Regions from separate parts of the Mus musculus genome. Here region 2 is linked to region 1. The links are chromatin contacts, called in public HiChIP or PLAC-seq maps. All regions are on one chromosome and are shown on one strand. Each heading gives the region's core, a stretch centred on a gene start, on an enhancer-like site or on the middle of the called end of the contact. The rest is flanking DNA. Distances are from core to core; before and after follow the strand shown. Region 1 has its middle 79 kb from the start of Gm22521. Region 2 has its middle 76 kb from the start of Gm25702.

The links. HiChIP or PLAC-seq counts read pairs in DNA pulled down with a chosen protein or histone mark.
Region 2: a CTCF HiChIP or PLAC-seq map of the NIH/3T3 cell line shows a contact between it and region 1, with 5 read pairs. The contact joins two enhancer-like sites.

What each region holds. Positions count from the first base shown.
Region 1 is chr15:62,868,994-62,874,948 of GRCm38.p6, forward strand. No RefSeq gene overlaps it. Among named protein-coding and RNA genes, the nearest start is that of Gm22521, 79 kb to the left of the region's middle. Within about 2 kb of position 2,613, at least 16 of the 459 cell types and tissues checked have an H3K27ac peak or open chromatin away from gene starts, as enhancers often do. A contact at or near this core is called in the NIH/3T3 cell line, where this site is marked.
Region 2 is chr15:63,554,048-63,559,902 of GRCm38.p6, forward strand. No RefSeq gene overlaps it. Among named protein-coding and RNA genes, the nearest start is that of Gm25702, 76 kb to the left of the region's middle. Within about 2 kb of position 4,529, at least 20 of the 459 cell types and tissues checked have an H3K27ac peak or open chromatin away from gene starts, as enhancers often do. A contact at or near this core is called in the NIH/3T3 cell line, where this site is marked.

The DNA.
Region 1 (5,955 bases), core at 1,363-3,862:
CTCCCTAGTCCTCTACAGATATTTTTTAAATTAATGTATTTTTAAAGTTATCAGGTATCCAAATATGACATGTTGCACATGTAAACTCTGTGACTAAGAGAGGGAAAAGTAGGAAAGTTACATCAATCTACAAACATATATGGAGTTTCTCAAGAAGTCTATAATTCCTAGCAAGAAGGTCAGAAATTGACAAGTGAAGTTCATAATTTTTCAGTTATAAAATCAAAAACCAGCAAAGGGAAAGTAAATGTATTGAAAAGGAAGGTGATCTAAATTTAATTATGAAATTCACACAGCCTGGTGTTACCTAAAAAGGGAGTCTCAGTTAAGTGTTGGCCAGGTCAGATTGGCCTTTGGCATATCTGTGGGGGATTGTCTTGACTATTAATTACTCTACAAAGGCACAGTCTACTGCAGACATCATCATTCCTTGGTAAGATAGTCTTGATCTGTATAAGAAAGCTAGTTAAGCATGAGTCTTTGAGTAAGTTAGCAAGAAACATTACTCCATAATTTCGGATTCAAATTCTTGCTTGAGTTTCTGAGTTGACTTTTTTTTTCCACTGGTGAAATATGATGTGGAAGTGTAAGTCAAATGAAAGAAATAATTTGCTTTTGGTCACAGTGTTTGCCACAGGAACCAAATGAGACTAGAACAAAAACCTATATAATGTAAGCAATGAGACAGAGACCAAGTTCTAGTCATCCCTAATTTGGTCCAATAAGAATAATGCACTTCTGAACTCTAGCAGGGTAGGATCATCAATTTACACTGGTTTTTTTGTTTGTTTGTTTGTTTTCTTTTTCTTTTTTTTTTAATTTAAATATTTTTTTTATTACGTATTTTCCTCAATTACATTTCCAATGCTATCCCAAAAGTCCCCCATACCCTCCCCCCCACTCCCCTACCCACCCATTCCCACTTTTCGGCCCTGGCATTCCCCTGTACTGGGGCATATAAAATTTGCACGTCCAATGGGCCTCTCTTTCCAGTGATGGCCAACTAGGTCATCTTTTGATACATATGCAGCTAGAGTTAAGAGCTCCGGGGTACTGGTTAGTTCATAATGTTGTTGCACCTACAGGGTTGCAGATCTCTTTAGCTCCTTGATATTTTCTCTAGCTCCTCCATTGGGGGCCCTGTGATCCATCCAATAGCTGACTGTGAGCATCCACTTATGTGTCTGCTAGGCCCCAGCCTAGTCTCACAAGAGACAGCTATATCAGGGTCCTTTCAGCAAACTCTTGCTAGTGTATGTAATGGTGCCATCGTTTGGAGGCTGATTATGGGATGGATCCCTGGATATGGCAGTCTCTAGATGGTCCATCCTTTTGTCTCAGCTCCAAACTTTGTCTCTGTAACTCCTTCCATGGGTGAAAGAATTCAAATGATATGTACACACTGATAAGTGGATATTAGCTCAGAAACTTAGTATACCCAAGATATAAGATACAATTTGCAAAACACATGAAACTGAAGAAGAACAAAGACCAAAGTGTGGACGCTTTGCCCCTTCTTAGAATTTACACTGTTTTAATTACACTCTGCGGTCATTGCTATATCAACAATAGGAAGCTAACAGAGTAGAGGAGTAGAGGCTGAAATGTGTGGGGTGCATACCTCTGTGTGTGTGTGTGTGTGCTCATGCGCGTGTGCGTGCACACATGCATGTGTTCAGGGGTTGAAACAATGGAGGTGATGTGTGATAGTGATGGAAAGAGTGCTGGGACTCACTATGCAAAGCTTCCTAACAAAAGAAGTCTGAATTTTCCCAATGGAATGAGATCTTATGAGAATGATCTTTGTGTAGAAGTTGGCATTCCATTTGCCTCTTTGTTCTTCCGGTTTTCCCCTTAAAGCTCATATTTGACAGCTTTACATCTCATCCTCCTACACAGATGGAGCTCCATGTTAGATTCTGAGTTCCCTTTGCACTCCACAAGCCACTGCCACTCTAAACATGCAAACACTCATTCACATACTGTCATGCACAGACAATTCACTATTGTCTTCCATGTCGTGATGTTTTGAGTTACTGAGTATTTCATCCACTTATAAAATTATAATGATGAACTTTGAGTAAAACAACAAAACAAAAGAACAAGTTTACTGAGAGAGATGAGTAAAAAGCTTTACATAGAATTTTCAAGACAAGAAAGGTTCTCCAGAGGTCTCTCTCCCTATTGTCCAGTCCTCTATCATCCTGTGCCAATCACCTTTTTGTTCCTAACTTGTCTTTCATCACTTTTGTTAAAGGAAGTGGTCAGAACTGTGATAGGCAGGCTGAGTGGGTGTATTTAAAGTTCATCTTTACTTTCCCAACCTTAGTCTTGCTTCATTTGTAAAGCAGACTGCTGGCTATGTGCATGGCTAATACTCAGCATCCATGTACACTGTTAGAGAAGTTTCCAAAATAGCAAGCAGACCACCAAAAAGCTGGGCCTGGGAAAGGAAGGAGAATATGTTATACTAGAAATCCTTGGAAGCATAAGAAAGAGTCTTTATTTTTTTTAATGTCAGCAAGATTTTTCTGGATTAGGGCTGATTGCTCTGCTGTGTATAGCATTGCAAAATGCATTGAGTTTCACAATCTCTGCGTGGTTTTCTGTGAAGTCACTGGTGGCCTCTACTCTCCAAATCACTTCACAGTGAACACTTTGATCCACTATGATATCAGTCTTGAGCTTCTAATTGCTTCCAAGTGAATTCTGGATTGCCAAGAGTCTGGGTGGTGTCTCCCATCTGATTCAGTTCTTTGCACTTAATATTTCTGAGTTCCCAAAGTCCTCTGAACAACTTACTATGCTAATCCTTTCAATATAACAGAAATAGCACATGTATAAGTTAACCTGAAAATGAAAGGTTAGGGTCCTTTTCATTCATTAACAAATTGTAGGGGACACACTAAAAACACAAGGATCTAATATGTTGTTTTCTGCCTTGAAGACAATTTTCTCTGATTTGGATGTCCAGGTTGTTATTAGATAAAATGTGTGAGATTGGAAAAACATTGCAGAAAGGACCTGTAGAAAGAAATACTGCCAACTAAATATCTACAGATATTTAATGTATCGTTAGCTCATCCATTTCCCATGCCCACATCCAACAAATGAACACCCAATTATGTATGACTTGTGTGTCCTCTTTAATGTACAAAAATGTACAACAATGTCATTTTGCCTTCCCTTCCTATATTCAGCATCACCCTTGTAACAGGCATCCTTCTTTGGCCTTCCCTACCACTTTAAAATATTTCTTAATTTCTAGAACTTCCATTAAACTTACAGTGTCAACTTTTCTTTGGTTATATTAATAAAGTTAAATCTATCAAATGCTATTATAACTAGGCAAATGCCACAAATGAGTCCCCTAGTACATAGATATCATCCTGAAGTGTTTTCTTTCTTGCTTGTTTATTGGGATCACATTCTCCCACTTGAATTTCTAAGATTAAAAAAAGGGGTCATATCGTCTAGACTCAGATTCAGGAAATCAATGCTCATTTTTTTCCAAGTGATGGAGCGTAGAGAACTTGGAATGGTAGAGTCTTCAGCCCCTCTCCCAGCGTATCCTGTCATTCTCTCATATATATCTTCACTCTATTACCTTAAGTTAGGTTTAAATTCCAGACAGCTTTGCACCCTGTGCCCCTTAGCATGTGATGTCCTCTTCCTCTATTGAACTGAGTTCCTGCTTGGGAGTATTTCAATTCCCAAGTCTCTAAAATCACCGTTAAGTCAGGCCAAAATGCTCATAAAGTCTGAAGTGTTTCTTTGTGTTGTTTTATAACTGTTCCTGGGAAGACATGGGAAGACATGAGTAAGGATCTATTGACTCCAAATAGGACACACACACACACACAAACACACACACACACACACACACACACACACACACACAAATAGAAGCATGAATGAGGGTTCCCTGCAGAAGCATGGTAACTTCAGCCAGCTGCATCACTGAAAATAACACTCCAGCTTGGGTGCTAACTAACAAAAGTCATACCAACTAATTTCTCTGCACTTAGAGGCATCTGTACCAAAGAATCTCAAAGTCAAAGCTTGGCCGATTATGAATCTCCATAATAAGCAACCCTCACTATAGAGAAGACACTCCCTCCAGAAATGAGTTTGACAGCAGTATCATTCCATGAGTCTAAGTGCAAATTCACAGAAGGCATCTTGAAAATGACACCACATCAATTTAACAAAACATAGCAGTAGCCCCTCAGAAATATGGAAGCTTCTGCCTTGGCTTACAGAAATAAAATAGGTTCCTCCTTAAGGATCAGGCCTTAAGTCCATTCCTAAAGTGGTTGGTTGCACTCACAGTGATCATGCCACCAGTCCACCAGTCTGCACATCTTTCCTGGCACGTTGATACCAGTATAGAAAGTAGATCTCAAAACTAAGCAAGGCTGCTGTTAACAATTCTCTTACTACAGCCTACATTTCTATGTAGTCTATACTCAAAATGTGTGATGTTTTCAGCAATAGAGATTTAGCATATAGCTTTAGAAGGCAATAAACTTTCATTAAATGATAACAAATCACCTTTATGGTTTATGAGAGGTAGCTTACACCAAGCACTGTGATTTCTGCCAAAAATTTAAGGTTCCTGGAAACTACTTTTGCTATCCACATGATACGGCTCATCGAAAGCTTTAAGTGTTTCATCTTTGCAAATGCTTTCTATCGAGGTGGTTCGTATATAATGAAAGATCTTCAAAGGATAGACAACCTCTCTTTAAGTTCTTTCAACATCCTCTCCAAGCATGTCTTAATTGACTTTGGGATTCAAAAACTAAGGAGGTACTTTTAAAATGTTATTAAAGCCCAGGATAATGAAGATACACACACACACACACACACACACACACACACACACACAACCTCATCATTTCTATCAGTTTTTCTATGAAAAACAAAAGCACGGTTGAGAAGTACTGACCTTATTTAGATCTCTGTGATTTTCCTGCTTCCTATCATTCTGGAAGCTTCCATAGACTTTAATATACCTTATTAAGCCTGAAGGACTCAGCAACTTTTTTGAGTTTTTTACACTAGGCTGGAAGACAATCGGGGACTGGGCCATGCTCTCATTTGATGTGATTGCTATCTGAGCTATTTCCCAGTTCTGAAAGGTTTCTGGCTAGAATTGAGCAGACAGCCTCTTTGTTGGGCACACCTCATCATGGAAAGTGTCCAAGGCCAACCTCTAATAACTTTTTTGAATGGAAAAAACATATACAACATACTGTGAGGGAGCATTAATCACCCAGCCCTAATTTTATTTGTAGCATCATTAAGTTATTCTTTTAGTGACCTGTTATTCCTGCCTTAAACCCTTCTAGAGACTCATTTAGACAGCATTTGGATTTTCGCCATTTCCACCCCCCACCAACATCATGATACAAAGCTTGCTGAATTTGCTTTTGGGTGATATGGCTAGAACCCATTGTCTCCTGACTTTTTCTTGCCTTTTTTTCTGGTTGTTTTAGTACTTTATGAACTCAATTTGGATACCATTGTAGATCATTTTGATTATCCAAACCCTTTCCTATCTCATACTAACCACACAGCCTTATGAGTCTCACCATTGCTACCAATGTCCTAAACCAGTCTTGAGTTTCTGAATGAGGTAACATATTTCTTAAATTTCTTGTGAAAATGGTCCTATCAGGATCAGTGAACATCAAACACCCCTTCTCCTATTCCCAGGTTCCTTTAGAATGTCTGTCATCTTTCTCTCATCTTCAAGCCCTTAATGTTCATAGGGACCTCAGCTAAAAGCAAACATTGTATCTCTAGTTTCCCAAAAGAGCCAGTGCATTAGGAAATAGTTTATTTTGTACTGCCTGAGCTTCTTTGTCTTAAGGCAGAATAAGTATAGTTATATTATTCATTATTCTGTTTTATGGCACTCAAGATGATCCTATGTCCATTCCCATGTTC
Region 2 (5,855 bases), core at 3,279-5,778, 690 kb after region 1:
AGGAAATGAGCCTTTTCCTTCTTCTCTACTTCCCTGAGACTCTGCTGGGATTTTCTTCATCACACAGACACCATTATTCTCCCACTCATTTAATCCAGAGCTGTTTTCAAGTTACCTATCATGTCCCAGGCATTTATTTTAGATCTTGGAGAAAATAAGCTAAGTAAGACAGGTGACGTCTGCAAGATCTCCTTAAATAGCAGAGAAATGGATAAAGGGACAAGACAGAAATTCAGCAGTTTTCAGAGCACAGAGACATTACATTATATCATGAGGTATATGTATGTATAAATGTATGTATATGTGTATATGTGTATGTATATGTATATATGTATATGTTTATGTATATGTGTGTATATGTGTGTGTATATATAATGTATTTGTATGTGTATATGCATATGTATATACTTTGCAAAGCTCCAAAGTCAAGTCTAACTTGTAAATCATACAAGTACCAACTCAGATATTTTGAGTCAAAACTTTACTCTGGCCTTCAATCTCAGAGGCTTCTAGATTTGGGATTGTAGAATTCTATTATTTTTCATTTATTGGCTCCTGTATCCCAAGAAGTTGACATGTCATAGTCCCTTTACCTTCCAGAATGCCTTTCAAAGTGAACTATTATTTTGTCACTGAATACCTTATAGTGATTTTTCTGCATGCACCACTTTAAGCAAGTCATACAGTGTTGCAGCAGGATGCTGGTCTCACTATTTTAAGGAAAGGAAGCTGAAGTTCACAGAGGTTAAGTGACTCTCCCAAGGTTGTAGGGAAAGTCAATGGGCCAGGATGAACCGCCCCTCTCAGATCCAGAAGTTGCGTTCTTTCCACGATGCAGCACTTTCGCCTTCCCTGGGAGACTTTGACTTCATGCGTGCCCTTCTACCCTTTCTCCTCTTGGGCATGAAGACTTTCCATTTGCCATGGTAGATTTCCTGACTGTCTTGGAGCTTCTATTGCTGTGAGGAAACACCATGACAAAAAGAAAAAAAAAAGCAAATTGGGAAGAAAAAGGTTCATTTGACTTACACTTCTGCATAGCTGCTGCTCACCATCGAAGGAAGTCAAGACAGGAACTCTAACAGGATTTTGGAGGAGGAGCTGAAGTAAAGGCCATGAAATGGTGCTGCTTACTGGCTTGGCTCATGTGGCTTGCTCAATCTGCTTTCTCATAGAACCCAGGACTGTCACCCAGGGATGGCACCACCCACAGTGGCCTGGGATCTTCCTCATTGATCACTAATAGAGAAAATGCCTTATAAGCTGCATCTCATGGAGGCATTCCATCAACAGAGGCTCCTTTATCGCTGATGATTCTGGCTCATGTCAAGTAGACCCGAAAAATCAGCCAGTACAATAACCTACCTTAGAGATGTACACCAATGGTCCTCAAGTTTTTCTGTTTCACTGGGGAAAAAAAAGGCTCAGGATCAGGCTATTCTAGGCTAAGATTTACCCCGACCCTAAGACAAGTGTGAAGATGTCATTCAGTCTTTCCAATTTTACCTGCTGGGGAGCTGGAGGAGTCTACAAGGTCACATTCATTTTAGAAACAAAATAATCTCTTGTTTAAAGTGGGTAGTTTTCCTGAAAAACAGTAAATCCTGGACAACAATGTAGCCATTGATGTTGATATAAAATTATCACAAACATATTGTTTCTGCATATTCTGCCCCCAGCAGTAAACAAGAGAATGAGATGCAGGAGTATAGAGAAATCCTCTGTGCTGAGAGCACCTTTGCTGAAGAAGGCCAATGGTCACATGACCAGTGGCACTCAGAGCTACCCAGGGAACTGTCCCCTCAAAGACATATGGATTCTGAGTCCTCCTTATACCAAAGATATACACAAAAAAAGATAATGTGATCATTGGCTGGCTCTACCAGAAAGTCTTTTGAAAGAGATTTTGGAGTTTAAAGAGAGAATGGGGTTCTGAAGCCAAAGTATATGCTAGATAAGAAGCAAGTCTATAGGACAGCCATGCCAGAATCTGAGCAGGAGACTCAAATAGTCATCAGTACTGTGAAGGGAGAGGACAGAGAGAGGGGAGGAAAAGAAGAGGAATATGAGGAAGAAGGAGGAGGAGGAGGCGATGACAAGGAAGAAGAGAAGAATTAATAAACAAGACATGAAAGAATGGGGTGAGGGGAGTGTCTGTGACAGATATCTGGAGCAATAATTGCAGAAAAAAAAAACTACAGTACAATCACTGTGCCGGGATTTGAACCATACTCCCTGTGCTCTTGACCACTGGAAAACACAGATCTCTCTACCTCCTGGGACTGAGCCAGTAATAGAAATGAAATTTGGATAGGTGGAGAGGCCAGTATCAAGGTAGACAGCATATAGTCATTAAAAACAATCATCTGCTAATGTATTTTAGACAAATGATATTGTGTGGGAACATGAGCCAAATCTGTCTGGTCTTCTGACTTTTCAAGAGAAGCCAGAAATCCAGATATCCATGGGAACATTCCAGTGTTTTAACATTGAGCACTAATACACACACACACACACACACACACACACACACACACACACACACATCTAAGGGGTAGATTAATCTACAGGCCTCCAACTTGAAATACTAACTCAATTGGGGAGAAGGGATGTTTTTAGTGCAATATCAAAAACTCTGAACAGAGACAGGAAAGCAGAGAGATACATTTTCAGCATTCCAGAGATGAGAGCACTGAGAGGCAATTTCTAGGAGCAAACTCCGAAGGAAAGATGGGATATAGACCACTTTATGAATCCAAGGAAGAGACATTTATACCTCTAATTGAAATGGAATAAGAGCCAGGTTTACACTCCTAGCTGAAACATACATACATACATACATACATACATACATACATACATATTTAAGTAGATGCCATGGTGAAACCATTACTTTGTATGTCAATGTGATGTGTTCATTTTTAAAGTAACAGATTGTAGACATCCTGTCTTATTGTCTGCTTCCTGCTCAGTGGTGAAACAAACACCTCTGCACCAGGTGTCCCTACCATCACAGTGATCTGCCCAAGTCCTTGGGACCAGATGACTACAGACCAACTCCTCTGAAACTAAGAGTCAAAATAAGCCCTTCTTCCCCTTAAATGATTTGTCATTGGGATGCAAGAGTCGTGAATACGTGGGATGAATAGAGTTTCAGCTGTGGATACAGAGACATGAAAGTAGAGAATGACAACACATGTTCCCCACATTCCCTGTTCTTTCCAAAAGGAATCTCCAGCTGGAGGCTGAGAAAACCTAAGTAACCCTGTTCTGGACCTAGGGCATCCTTTTGAAATCAAGCCCGCTTTTTGCTGCTGTCTCTCAGTGCCTTCTCATCCCTGCAGCCATGGCGTTTATTCTTGGCAATGATAAAGCAACTAAAGCATGATGCATCCTGTCTGAAGCTTCCTCTCTGCCTGTCATTTTCTTTACGCATGTCTCAGTTTCCACACCATGGTCATGTTAAACTATATCATCTAAAGTTGATAATAAAATTACCAGGGTTACAGGTAGCACAGTCTGACCTCAAAGTAGTTAGGTAGGTAGTCATGAATGACCTTGGACTTCAGATACTCTAACGGCAGCCTCTACTCCCCAAGTATGAAGTTATAGGTATGTATATACCACTGTCAGAATGCAGTCCAAGAATGGAGTTATGTGAGAATTCTGAATACTCATGAGAAAATGCCAGGAATACAAGACAAGAGTCTTGTGATATAAGCTTCTTCAAAGCACAGAATTGTTCTTGGAATGTGTTTTTATGCTCCTCCCAGGTGTAGGAGATAGGAGTGAGTCTACCTTAGTCATGGTTATTTATATGCCTCTATGGAAAAACATGTTTTTGCCACATGTGGCTTGTCATTGTGATTGAACACCTTACTTCTGTGATTCTTCTTAACCCTCGGAGTATAAATTGCCTGGCACTCTGAATAAAGCTGGCTATTGTGTAAGACTTTAGTCTGACTCATTTTTAGGCCCTGCTTTCCCAGGTTCATGCTGCTAACTAGATGGATAAACATACCACCACATCCAGTGTATGCAGTGCTCGGGATCAAAACATTGGGCCACATGAGGCTGTCACTCCGATAACTCAGCTATATTCCCAGCCCAAATAAATAACACTGAGTAAGAAAAGGGAGGGTTTTTTTTCTCTCTTATGCTGTTTCTTTGTAGCAAACTTCTAGGAATTTTTAAAGTTGTTGATTTAATAATTCACAGTCCATAATGATTACTCCTCAACCATATGAGTTCTGATCTATACAAGGTGATTAGACAATTTGCAAGAATGAGGAAGAGTGGTTTGGACCTTTGGGAAGTGAAATTTAGAATTTATTGTTCTGAATTCACCCCCCCCCCAGGTAAATAATGATTACATGGTAATAAATTGTGTGATTGTGTTTATTCTGTGCCTGAGGTCAGGAAGTGCTATGAAACAGAGGCTTCTGGGTAGGACTATGGCAGTGAGAAGCAGCAGGAACTACCAGTGAGGAACAGTTCTCATGGAAGAATTCAAGATGATGCAGAGGCCTTGGATTCAGTCCACTTTCAGCTGTTACTATGAGTGATGAAGAAAGATACAGCACATTACCCACAGCTTACAAGTAGAAGACCAGAGCATTCCCAACTGTATCCAAGGAGTGTACTCTCAGATCTATCTAACAGAATGAGGTAAATGAAGCTCACATTTATTGAGAATAAATGAACATAGCTAGGTGGCATTCTATTTAGCAGCTTGCACTTAGAGTTGTACCTTCAATGAGGCAGTGTCCTTGCTGGGCTGGGTTCAGGAAACCAGAGTCAGATTGTTTGGGCTTAAATCCAAGCTGTAGGATATCCTCTGCCCTTGACCTTGAGTTCTCCCACACTTAGTCATAGTGACTTCCTAAGGTTATAAGAAATCCATAAAGAGGCACACTGAAAGTACTATGATGGCATTAATTACAATACTGCATTTCAGGATCAGAAGTTATGTCATCCGCAAAAATGTGCTTCTCAGAAAACAAAAGCCAATCTTCATACTTTATAAAACCTTTAAAAAAACATACCTCATGTTAAATACCCCCACAGACTGAAACTGGATGTAAGAACACAATATTTAAGATAAGAAAGCGCAGGGGTTTGTCTAACTTTGCTACTCAGTAGCAAGAGTCCCTGAGCAAGTCTCAGGAGGCCTCTGGGTACAGTTTGCTGCTGCTTTAAATTATGCATACACTTCTCAAAGCTGACAGAGGAAATACTTGTGGAAAATGCACTGCAAACTTATCTACCAACAAAAACCACCATTGTTCATTTTTCTTGATGATTTAAAACTATTATTATATACATAGAGTAGTATAGGACAATATGATAAAGCGTTACCACATGGGGTAAATGTAAAAATTAACATTACTCCTCAGCTGGAGGGAAGGCTTCCTGCCCATCTCCTCCCTTCAGTGCTGGAATTTTATCTGCCTTGAAGTTGAGCAGGAAGTGGTTTGGTTTGCTTTGGTTTGATCATCCAACTACACATCATCCAAAAATAAGCCTTGTTTGCTTATTTGGGTCTTTGTTTCTTGCAGTGACAGAGAGGGTCCAGGCCTTAAACATGCTCAGCAAGTACTCTGTCCCAGAACTACACCCTTAGCCCGTAGAAATGGTTTGTTTGTTTGTTTGTCTGTTTGTTTGTTTGTTTGTTTTTTAGTGAAAAATGTAAGAGAATGCCAGAGGACAACCTAACTTACTGCTGCAAATTTTCAAAATCATTATAACCTCTAACTCCATTCCAAACACTTACTCTTACACCAACAGGTAACTGTAGCTTTCACTGTCATCAAATAAGCTTTTTATTGGAACTGCTAGAGACCATCACAGAAATC